Linked DNA regions of Columba livia: region 1 is linked to region 2. A link is a contact called in public Hi-C data. All regions are on one chromosome and are shown on one strand. The core of a region is the stretch at or near the end of the contact, and the rest is flanking DNA. Distances in the headings are between cores, read along the strand shown.

Region 1 (5,456 bases), core at 1,921-4,420, 35 kb after region 2:
TGGGTAGGTGGTTGTATAACTGGTTTCTGTAAAGAAAAGCAAGTGAGGCTTTAAAAAACATTTATTTTCAGGTAAAATTCAGGTTATTTTTTTTTCTTTTAATAACACACAAAGAACTTCATCTGCATATTGGCTAGGAAAAGTTCCTGTAGAACTGCTCGGGTCAGCATTTCTGCTTAGTTATTACAACATCTTTTGAACGGATACCTTGGTGACAGCCTACCACAAGATGCGGTTTATTGCAGAAGCAACATTAGCCACAGGAATTAAAGGCACCTCATTGCTGAAGGCTCTTCAGTTTGCAAATAGCAGAAGCAAAGGCCATTTCTGTGTGAGAAGTAATGCTGTGCCGTGGGTGTCGTTACGCACATAGAGGGGCAGGGTGGCACTTGGGTAACCTCTTCCCGCTATGTAAAGGGTACTTCATGGCATCTCAGATGCTCTCAAGATGTCCTGTGCAGCACAGGAGGCACAGTGCAAAGTGGGGAGCAGGAAAAATGGGGATACAAGAGCACTCCACCTCTAGCTTTGGCGCAACTTGGAGGGTCTCCAGGTTTGGACAAAATTCAAAGCTTTGCTTAAAGGGAACAAAGTTGATTTCTTGACCAGCAATAGCAGAACCAACGAGGGTTTCTCATGTCAGGGATATGTGCTCTGGACCTGCAATAGCCTTGCCTAACATCTTCTCCATCTTAACAGACAGAGAGAATGGGATGATTTTAGAAAGCTTAGGAGTTCTTGTACTACACTTTGGCTTCACAGTTCAAGTCAATAAAAGGGGAAATTTTGCATAAGGTGTGCTTTGAATCTGCTGGGTTGGATCTGTTGGGCAAGTGTGAGGGTCCTCTGAGAGCTTTTCCCCACAGAGCAGTGATGTTTAGTCAATCAAGCCCACTTCTTCTTTCTCTTTGCCATCCTTAAATGAATGATGACAGGCTGGTCACAGCATGTTTTCTGTTGTCACATTAAGATTTGGTTTATTCATTTTGGTACAGATGTTTTCTGTTACAAAATACTCTATAGGCAAATATTACCAACATATAACTGCCATTCCTGGAATTAGCATGCAAACGCCAGCCATGCAGCCGCATGACAGACCCTGTATATTCTGGATTTCTTTGAACAGAAGAAAGTACCAAGAAAATCAACTTTACCTCATCTATGACCACAAAAAGCTACCCTCTGGCTAGTTTCCAGATCTTCCCAAAACCTCACCTTATCTAACAAATGCGCCAAAAATTAGGAGTCTGTTTTTAAATTTTACTACTGCAAAGGATACCCACTGTTTCTCAGTATTTTTAAATTTTCATACAAACTCTTCAGTGCAATTATTTCTGCTGAAGTTACTGCCTTATCTTGCTGTCACAGCCCCTAACTTTTCACAGGCCAGAGCAGTGTGGTATTTCAGCCATTTGCCCTCTTTTGTCCCGTCTGTTCTCCCAGTTTTCTGCCAACACCATGCCACTTAAGTGGACATTTTCAAACATGAATGCCTGTAAGTTTAGCACCTCTAAAAGTAGTGTGGCAGTTAAATAAGAATGGTCTGAATACAGATGTCCTCAACACCTGAAGCTTCAATTTGTCTTCAGGTAGCTGAATCTGGAGAAAACCCTGCATGGGTAGTACTTCCCATCTGTTAACGACTTATTTATAAGGAGGGAGATATAACGCTTGGTAAATCAATATTTGAAAGCCGGTGAAAAAGTCCTTGATGAAAAGTGCTAAACATGTGGTATTTTATTACTACACACAAAAAAAAAAAACAGAGAAAAGGCTGCAAACTGCAATGTAGAGATATATGTCAGCGATGGATGAGATTTTCTCCCTTTTTCTCTGCACTACAGAAGAGATAAGAAAGAAATCACTGGAAGCCAATGACTGAGGCATCCCAGGCTGGTACAACGTAAAGCTGAAGACTGCAGTGATTTGCCAAATTGACCTTTGCTCTTGAGCAGGGGATCTCTAAGGTTTCAACTGAGATATTTTTCAACCCCTCATCCCTTTAACCTTCAAGCATTTATCTTTCTTAATGCGTGCCTTTCAGGGTGCGCTGTAACAGCATATCGGGTATCCGGCTTTGAAGTTCTCTAGGGTAAGGTCAGGCCCCTGCTGGGTGTAGAACAGCAAATAAAGAAAACTACCCAGCATCTCACATGTATCCCTGTACCTTGGGCACGCTAACAGCACAAGGCTTCAGAATTATTAGTAGAAAGACCACAAAATCAGATCAGAGGAGCCTCCACTGTGCACAACCCATCCCCCTGGGGTGTACTTACGGGAATCGAGGAGGACCAGGGGAGGAGCATGTCCTCTGGGGTGGTCGGTCTCCAGTGCCCTTGGGAGCATGAAGGTTTGAGTAATTCGGGATGACTTGCTGTGCCGGGCGGATAACTCTCATGCAAGGTCCAGGAACGGGAGGAAGCGGTTGCGATGTATGTGCAAGATGTTGGTAAGGAGCTCTGCCATCTGGGAGGGTGAGAAAATAAAGGCAGCAACTATCATTTCAGGCAATACATTTCTGCCTCGGTTTGTGTTTATTCCTTTCCAGGCATGTCCACCTTCATGTCTAGGGAAACTGAGCAGTTTTGGAAGCATTTGCAAGTATCTTGGTCTGAAAGAAGCCAGATTAAGGAGTGTTTCACAGTCTGAAGTCTCCTTTTTCCCATTCCCACACGGCACAGTTCAGATCCCCACCCTGGGCTGGGCTGTTGGGACAACTGACAGTTAAACATTCAGGGCTGCTTTGTCCCTGCGCTTACCATGCCTCAGTGCTTTTTGTTGGTGTATTTTTTTCTTTAATTTCTTTTTGGCAATAACTTGTGAAAATGAATCATCCCAACGTTCTCATGAAAGCAGATGCAAAATCCTGGAACAAATCAGTTTGCAACACTAAGGCTAAACAGACTGTGATTGTTGTAAATGAAAAGAGGAAAAATAATCTCTTGCTTTGTTACTTCACCCTGTATGGATTTTCTGCCTAAGTGACCTTTTAAGGCCTTGCTGCTGCTCCTGTTGCCATCCAGGAGGCTGCATGGAAAGCCCAAAGTGACAATTTTACCCAAGTAATTCTAAAAAATCTTACTGTTGTTTGCTATGCACACATAATGCTGTTTAATAACTAATGTACAGTGGAACGGTTGGCGTAAACTGAAAGAGAAAGCAACGTAAGCTGTTTCCCAGACGAGAAAAACTATCCTTTTTTTTTTCAGTCTTTCTGCTTGCAGTTTTCATTAGGCAGCAGCTCTGTGCACTTTCAAACTGCTGTGCACAGATCAAAGTCCAGCCTGGCAGGGCTTATTAGCGCTGCATGATTATGGTGTTATGAGCTGGCTCTGAAAGCTGCAGTACTCAAACACTCTTTTTTTTTTTTACCCCCCTAGATTGTTTTTTTAAATCCTTTCAGCTATTTTGGGGTCATGTTTTCCTTTTTGTAGCAGCCATAAGGACTATTTTTTTTTTAAAGGGAGGAAAAGAAAAAAGAAAGAAAAAGCTTTTATGAAATAGTCTGATTATATGAGCCAAGACTTAAAAAAATCAACCCTACTATTGCAAAGATATTCCTGATGAAACTGTGAGTTGGCAACACCATATTTGTTGAGATTGTTTTAGGAGAGTTTCCTGCTCCTCTTCATTAACTATTTGCGAAAGGACAGGGTGAAAGAGGTTGGGAAAACAAAACTGGAAGTAAATATGGTCTTCCCATGTGTTCTGCATGATCAGCTCTAGGGAAGGTGGCAGGGGTCTGGGAAATTCAGATTGATATACAGGTTTTTAGGCCAGTTGTTCACCAGCTTCCTCTGAATCCATCTGATGCCACAGTATTTTAATGGATGCAGCCACTGCCATTCAGAAGCACAGCATGGCCAAGCGTGCATGCCTGCACACACCAACTTCTCTCATATATAAATATCTGAAATAATGGTCCCTGGGCACACAGCATTGCTGCAAGGATTTCTTTGACTTCAGAAGCAGTTTTGCTGTTGTATCTCAAATAGCAGGTGTCCAGAGCCAGCTTAGAGCCTACGGGCACCATTGATATTCCCCGGGAGAGGCGTGTTGCAACACACAAACTGCAGAGCTTTGTTGTGGGTTGCCACTGCCCAACAACTATCTGAAACGCAAGGAGCTGTCAGGAGGTGATTTACACTGTCCCAGTGATGTGAGAAACAGGAGTACAGTTGCCAGCTTCTTGGTCCTGACCAAATCTGCTCCAGCCATCTGAGTTTATTTTATTCTTTTTGCCCTCTGGATATGGTTGAAACACTGGTGATTTTTCTAAAGAAAGCCTTTCAGAGTTCCTGCTTTAAAACAAAATGGCCTCATTCAGTAAATGTCCTACTTCTCACGATGCGCGCGTGTGGAGGAGGTAAATAGTGAGGGGTGTTGTGCAACCAACTCTTTGTCTGCTTAAAGCTGAACTGAACGGAGAAGGTGAGAAAAGAAAACCGGAGGACATTTTGCTGTAGACACTGATGAAAGTCCATCTGTAGCCCCTTCCCTGTTACAAAGTCCCAAGATCGGAGGTGAAAACTAAGGCTCTGGTACTCTCACTCCTGTGTACCTAATTACAGCACATTGCTGGAGTGACAGGACTTCTTAAACAGATGTAATATAAATGCTGTGAAGTCAACGGAAGGTTAAAAAAAAAAAAAAGGGTTATCAGAACAGGCATACAGCTTTTTATTACCAAGCCAACCCAAAACGAGTTGGGGTCTCGTGAGTCTGATGTAATATAAATTATATTAAAACAATGATATTGCTGTTGAATGTTCAAAGCTCACTTCATAGCAGATAAAAATCTCAGAGACTGAAAAGGAATACTAATTAATAGCAGGCTGTAAACTGCATCATAGTCTCCAAAAGCCAAAACACCCATATTGACAGAGTCACATCAGCGTTCAGTGATAGAATCACCAGCAGCTGAGAGGGCTCCATTTTAAGTAATGAACTTCCATTTCAGCTGACAACAGAAAAAAAGATGAGGTTGATGGATGTCACGCTCTTTTCACACAGAAATAAAACACATGAGTGAGTCTGGTCATAATGCTGGGAGATACTATTTACAGAGATCAAGGGTAACCTCCCAACCTGATTCTGGCAGGAAATTCTCAACTTTGGGGATCCAAGTGGGAGCAAGGAAATCTATGAAAACAACAGGAATTAAGTCAGCATAGGAGGCTGCCGAATGACTGATACAAAGAGGAAGGAAATGACTAGAATATGAAATAACAGCAGGGAGAAGGCTGCATGTGCTCAGCGTGACCAACAAAGGCTGGTTTCTAGGCAAAATCATTAGCTTTCATTTGATGAGTGACTGTGAGCTCTTCAACTTTTTATCTGGCTCAGAGTTTCTGCATCAGAGAGTGTGGCTGCATAAGCTGAAAATGTGGACGTTTAAAATGGGCTGCAAATAGATATTTTAAAAGGTTAATTGCATGCTGCAAAGGAGATATGGC
Region 2 (5,650 bases), core at 2,637-5,136:
AGACTTTTTAAGCTTACTTGAATTTAGGAATGTATAGAATGAGAACACTGCTACATCTAAGGTTTAAAAATTCCACATGATTTGACGTGAACTGTATTGTGACAGTAGAATTCGTAAGTTTCTCCTTGGCTTCTCTGTAATGTTTCTTGCCATATATTACATCTATACTGTGAAAAAAAAAAACGGGGCTAGAGAGAGACCGCTGTGTCCCTCTGCCTCCAAATACTGTCCCCTGAGCAGTGTGGCAGCACTGGTTGAGATAGTACCAGTTGTTATAGGCCTGTACTGCCACACAGCATGCAGGCAGCTCAACAGCCTGGGTCATGAGCAGCCTGGGGTTCAAGCTTATCCTTGGCACTATTTTACTAAGCGGTACAGGCAGAGCAGCAGTGTCTCCGGTAAGGTTTTTTAAATGTGCCAATTTGCCAAATTCAGAACAGGACCTTTAGGGGTATTCAGTTCCACTGATTTATTTATTTTCTAAGTGCTTCAAATACATTAATTAGTTTCCATAATGCCCAAATAAATTAGTGGTAAGGGCACTTACTTAAAGAGTCTCTAGGCCCTGCGCTTAGTACTATGTATGCAGGCTATATAATTGCTATTTAATGAAAAAAAACATAAACAGGCCTAAGAGATTAAAGCTTCCTTATTCTTTTTGGCCTCTTAAGTCTTCTATTCCTCAGCATGGGTTGGCAAAAACACAAGCTAGATGTAAGAGGCGCTTTACACGCAACCACCTGCTGATAGGGGCACTCTCCTAGGAGACAGGAGAAGCTGGTTCAGTGTCCTTCAAGCAGTGGAAAGGCTAAAATCCAATTTACTATTGCCCCTTCAGCTGCTATTGAATAATACAGTGTCTTAACCCCTCTGCTGCTACATAAGAGTGTGCAACAAAGGTGTGTGTCCCAAAGGGTGGGGAGATATCCTCAACCTCTGCCAAGACTTAGCTCTAGAAAAGCTCTTAGGTAGCAGATGTAAATTTGTGCCTGATGTACCTAAATTTTGCCAAGGAGTCAGACTGAACAGCAATAAATTGCCTTCTGTAACCTGCCATCTGAGCTATCTTATGTCTGTGGTTCAAACTATTAAGAATGCAGGAGTTCTGGTGCGTTTCTGTCACCAGGTACTACTGTTGGAGGACTGAACTCTCTAGCTCCATATATTCACCCATCTTCATCAGTCAGGTGGAGTGCTACTTTGTGGAGAAAAGCAATGTTCTGTACGCCATTCACGTGGGCATAAGTGGCTACACAAAGGACAAAGTTCCAAAGAATTAGGTTGGTAGGTTTTATATCTAATTAGGCCTCTAATCCTACAAAGCACTTACAGATTTTGCATTAATATATGCTCATTGTGTCTTAAATGGAACTACTCATTTGAGTGAAGTTATGGGTATAATTGCATGCAGGATCAGATCTGGGCAATCACATTTTACCTTATTATTCATACTGTAGCACTGTAACAAATCAGATATCTCTGATGTTACCCCTTGCCCAGTCAAGGTGAAGGGGTATCTGAAACTGAATATGTTTCTATGTAATGGCTTGCACTCCATTTCCATGCCTATCCAAATCAAGCACTTATACAAAGGCACATCATAGAGATTATTTTAACTGTTAAGAGAGTCATAAGGCATAGGTTTTCAATGCAGAAGGTCATGAGGCTGCAGTTTCACTGGCTTATGTGCTGTATTTGCATAGAGAGATATTGAGACAGTTAATGGTAGTGCAGAATGCTTTAATGATTTTCATTTGCATCAAGCTGTTCTCACCTCTTAGGAACATAATGGATAAATAAAAGAGGCCTTTTGTTTGCTCTTCATGAAAGTTACCAGTGATTAAGTGGTGCTGAGGGAACAGACTCATGCTCTCATGTTAAAAGAAAAAAAACAACCAACAACAAAGCTGTCCATCAAAGCTGACTTCAAAGTGACCTGCTTCATTTTGATTTAAAATGGCACTTGAATAATTTTATTTTAATGATATGCACATTTCCTAACTCAAAACACAGAACTGGTCGCTTCTAACTGAAAATACAGAAATAGTTATTACATCAGACACAAAATACTCATCATTTGTTAGGGTACTGTTCATAGTGTTGAATTACAAACAAAGCTATATACACTTAGATCAATATTTCTTCCAGATGGATTCAGTGGTCACTTTTATTATTAAAAGTTATTTCCAGAATGTAGTTGTGGGCAAATTGATATTTTTGCACTATACTATGGTGTTTCATAAGAAAGTCTGTGACAGAGACTGGCTAGAGAAAATCTCATCATGATTCCTTAAGGCACTCTTTCTAAATTTTATTCTTAGAGATAGAGTCTCCATGTGGAAGATTTCTCCAAACCTTCATGGAATATGGCATATTCTCATAAAGTTGTAGAAACTTCCACTCTGTTTTGGTCTCTTGCAGCTCAGCATCAGCTTCTTGTGCTCTTCTGCCATGCATCAGCTCAAAAGCCCCTTCTTGAAAAGGGCTGAAAGGAAGTTAGCACAGGCTCTGGCTGTGTTATTTTCTGAAGGATTTCACATGCAGTTCAGTCTCTTTCAGCATAATCTTGAAAAAAAAAAAACAAACCTGAGTGGCCTTCATGGCCCTTTGAGGATAAAGCTCTGTTCTTAAATACATTAGTGTCATAATGATCATGCTTAAAATTTTGTGCATGTCATGTACCTATTGCCCTGATTTAAGCATTGGCACCTCAGTGGCAGTATTTTTTAATTATATTTTTCTAAATGTGTTGGAATTTCAACTTTGTGTCACATTGAGAAGCACAGCCAAGACACTCCATATCCCAAATACCCAAATTTCAGTAGCCTCCATTTAGGGTACAAGGGTACAATGTCGCTGATAGCAGCCAGGCTGAACAGACTTGCAAGGACTTGGGTCTTTTGTTTTCAGTTAATAACTTCCAGTCCTTTCAGTTTCTAACCTCCTGCCTTTGAGATAGTGATCTTGAGTACTTCTTGTGGCATTCAGCTTCTCTCTCTCAAGGCTGTGTCATTTAAATCGAGATACAGAACTTGACTTCATGTATTTGGAATACCTTCCATTTTCACAGAATTAATAGGATATTTGGGGAACACAAAGTATGCAAATTCAGACCTGCTGAATACATAATTTTGATGGCCCTTCTGTTTTGTATTGGCTTTGTAATTTGTCCAGTGCTTGACTGAGGGCTAATTAAATTACTGAATTTACAATGAGAGTATATTAGTCCATCGTTCCCTTCACTGATTTTAATTCCTTACTCCTCCAGTTAATTTTCTTTTAAATCTGCCTTTGTGTTCTCAGTGTGGCAGAAAAAGGACTGGTCAACAGCCTGAATACAGGGGCAGCTGGGTGAAATTTCCATCTGCAATCGATCTCCTCACTGCAGGAGGAGCACTGGATATCCTTACACGTACAATAAACATGACTGAATTCAGTGATCACTGCCTAACCAGCGTAACAATTCATAAGTGATTTATGGCCGGTTGGGAGAGAAAGAGTTTAGGATTACATCTACGAAGAGATCTGTGCATGTGAGAATATGATTATCTTGGGTTAGGAATAAAAGGCCTGTTTGGAGGTATGTGTAGTTTCAGTGCATAGTAAGATGCAAAGTGTCTTCACACATGGAAATAAAATCCATTACTGATGTTTTTCAGTACATGTAGACAAAAATGTATTTTACATGTATTATCAGTGTAGGTTTTTTACATTTTCTGTGTTTACAGCCTCACAGTGGCATTGACCACCATAATCTTGGTTTTTTAGTCATACGCTTATATGCAACACATGGAAATATAACTCACTAAGTACATGTGACTAAGGAGATATTTCAGAAACAAATCCCAGAAGTGAAGGTGAAGCATTGTAGCTGATTTGGACAGAATTACAGCAGCTCCTTGCCGTAGTGGGAAGACTTTGTTCAAACCCAAAAATGTTCTTATGGTTTTAATTGAGTGGCAGAAAATTACTTCTGTGTGGTCATCTGTGCTAAGAGATTCTTTAAAACCAACATTTTCCATTTTTCCTTGTTTATTTCATTTTTTGGCTAGTAGTTGTCTCCATGAATTGGATTAATAAACTATGATTCTGAGGAGGATAAAATGTTTTCTGGAGAATTTGATCCAGATGTATATTACTGTTTCAATAAATATCTTTCAAGTATTTAGACTGAAGAAGATGGGGAGGTTTTCTCTTTTTTTTTTTTTAATATCTTGGTTAACTTGGAAGCAGCCAAATTCTTGCTGTGTAAAACTCCAGGAAAGTCAATAGTATATCAGCAGGGATTCATGTGGCCCTTGGGTTTTGGACTGTGTCATATTGCAAGCTCCTAAAATAAGACGGTTTAGAAAGCTACAGGCTTCCCATCTTTTTGTCTGGAAAAGTTATAAAATGGAACAGGCAGGCTTTTCACTGAGCTGCTGAGAATGCAGTTCTGGCTATGCAATCAGGACTAAATAAGGAGCAAGATTTGCGCTAAAAATAGAAATGAAGGCTGATCCAGCTGCAGTGTGAGTTATAATCCTTACACAGCAAAGGGCTGGTAGGTTCAACTGAGGACACTCACTTACAGAGAATCAAATAAACTTTATCTCCTGCTCCTGAAAAGCCACCATACCCCAGCTGCTCTAACCAGATTTTCACCAGTCAGCAGAACTGTTAATCATTCCTTCAAATTATTTAATGTTATTTCAGATTCAGGGGTTTTTTTCTTTTTTTTTTTTTTTTTTTCTTTTTTTTTTCTGGAAGGGAGAGGATTATATTTGCCACATAGTAAGAGGGAAATGTGGGTTGGGCCTATGTGACTGTGTTTGAAGAGCGCAGGGGGAAAATGACACAGAGGGATTTACTGCACTTTCTTCACGTCTGGATAAATATTATACATCCTTATCACTCCTTTGAGCACTAAGCTAACGTGCCTGCTGACATTACATGACTCAGGTGGGGACACTGAGCCTTTTTGGGTATCTGGGCAGGCCTGGTACCTCGTCACAGACTCTGCAGGTCACAAAGTGTGCTTTGGGGGAAGTTACTCCACTTGTTTCAAGAACAAAGTACAGAACAGTGTAGGTCATTCCTGCCCCGTCCCCTTTGTTGGTCAAGTAATTCAGAAAATGTGTATCTTATATTTTGTATTTCCTTTCAACTATCACATGCCTCATAAACCTAAACCAAAACTTGCTTAGGGAGTTTGAATATATCCTTTGATATAGAAAAGATTATGTGATTGCTTATTTATTGTTAGGAACATTTGACTTAAATATTTGGATTACCTGAGCACAGCCAGCTACAGCTGTATTCTGTTCGCTTTCTTCGCCTGTTGCTGTATCTCTTCAGGCAATGAAACAGCATGCAGGAACAGATTTTGTTACTCCAATCTTAAAAATGAGAGATTCTGTACAGACTTCAGTAATTCATAATATAATTTCAATGTCTTTAAATGGGATTACGTATGAAAAATACCAAAACTAGTGGACACCAAATTAATCTCTTCTACTACCTAAATGTTAAAAAGATTTTTATTAAATTTTATTTTTCAATGAGCTGCAGAATTTGTTACTCAAAATGCACCCTGTTCACATACCTTTTGCCTGTTAATCACAGGAGTAGCTCAGTCAGATTGGAAGACAGTGGAGGAGAAACATTTGGG

The links. Hi-C and Micro-C count contacts between places; a contact is called where the count stands out from the background.
Region 1: a Hi-C map of crop shows a contact between it and region 2, with 1.4 times the contacts expected there. The contact joins two enhancer-like sites.

What each region holds. Positions count from the first base shown.
Region 1 is chr3:49,247,356-49,252,811 of bColLiv1.pat.W.v2, forward strand. TRAF3IP2 (TRAF3 interacting protein 2) reads right to left here. Exons shown (of 10, transcript XM_021298172.2): 4 at 2,277-2,466; 5 at 1-26. It also overlaps the pseudogene LOC110364551. Among named protein-coding and RNA genes, the nearest start is that of TRAF3IP2, 11 kb to the right of the region's middle. Within about 2 kb of position 3,171, at least 3 of the 3 cell types and tissues checked have an H3K27ac peak away from gene starts, as active enhancers do.
Region 2 is chr3:49,211,230-49,216,879 of bColLiv1.pat.W.v2, forward strand. It overlaps the pseudogene LOC110364551. Among named protein-coding and RNA genes, the nearest start is that of REV3L, 15 kb to the left of the region's middle. Within about 2 kb of position 3,887, at least 1 of the 3 cell types and tissues checked has an H3K27ac peak away from gene starts, as active enhancers do.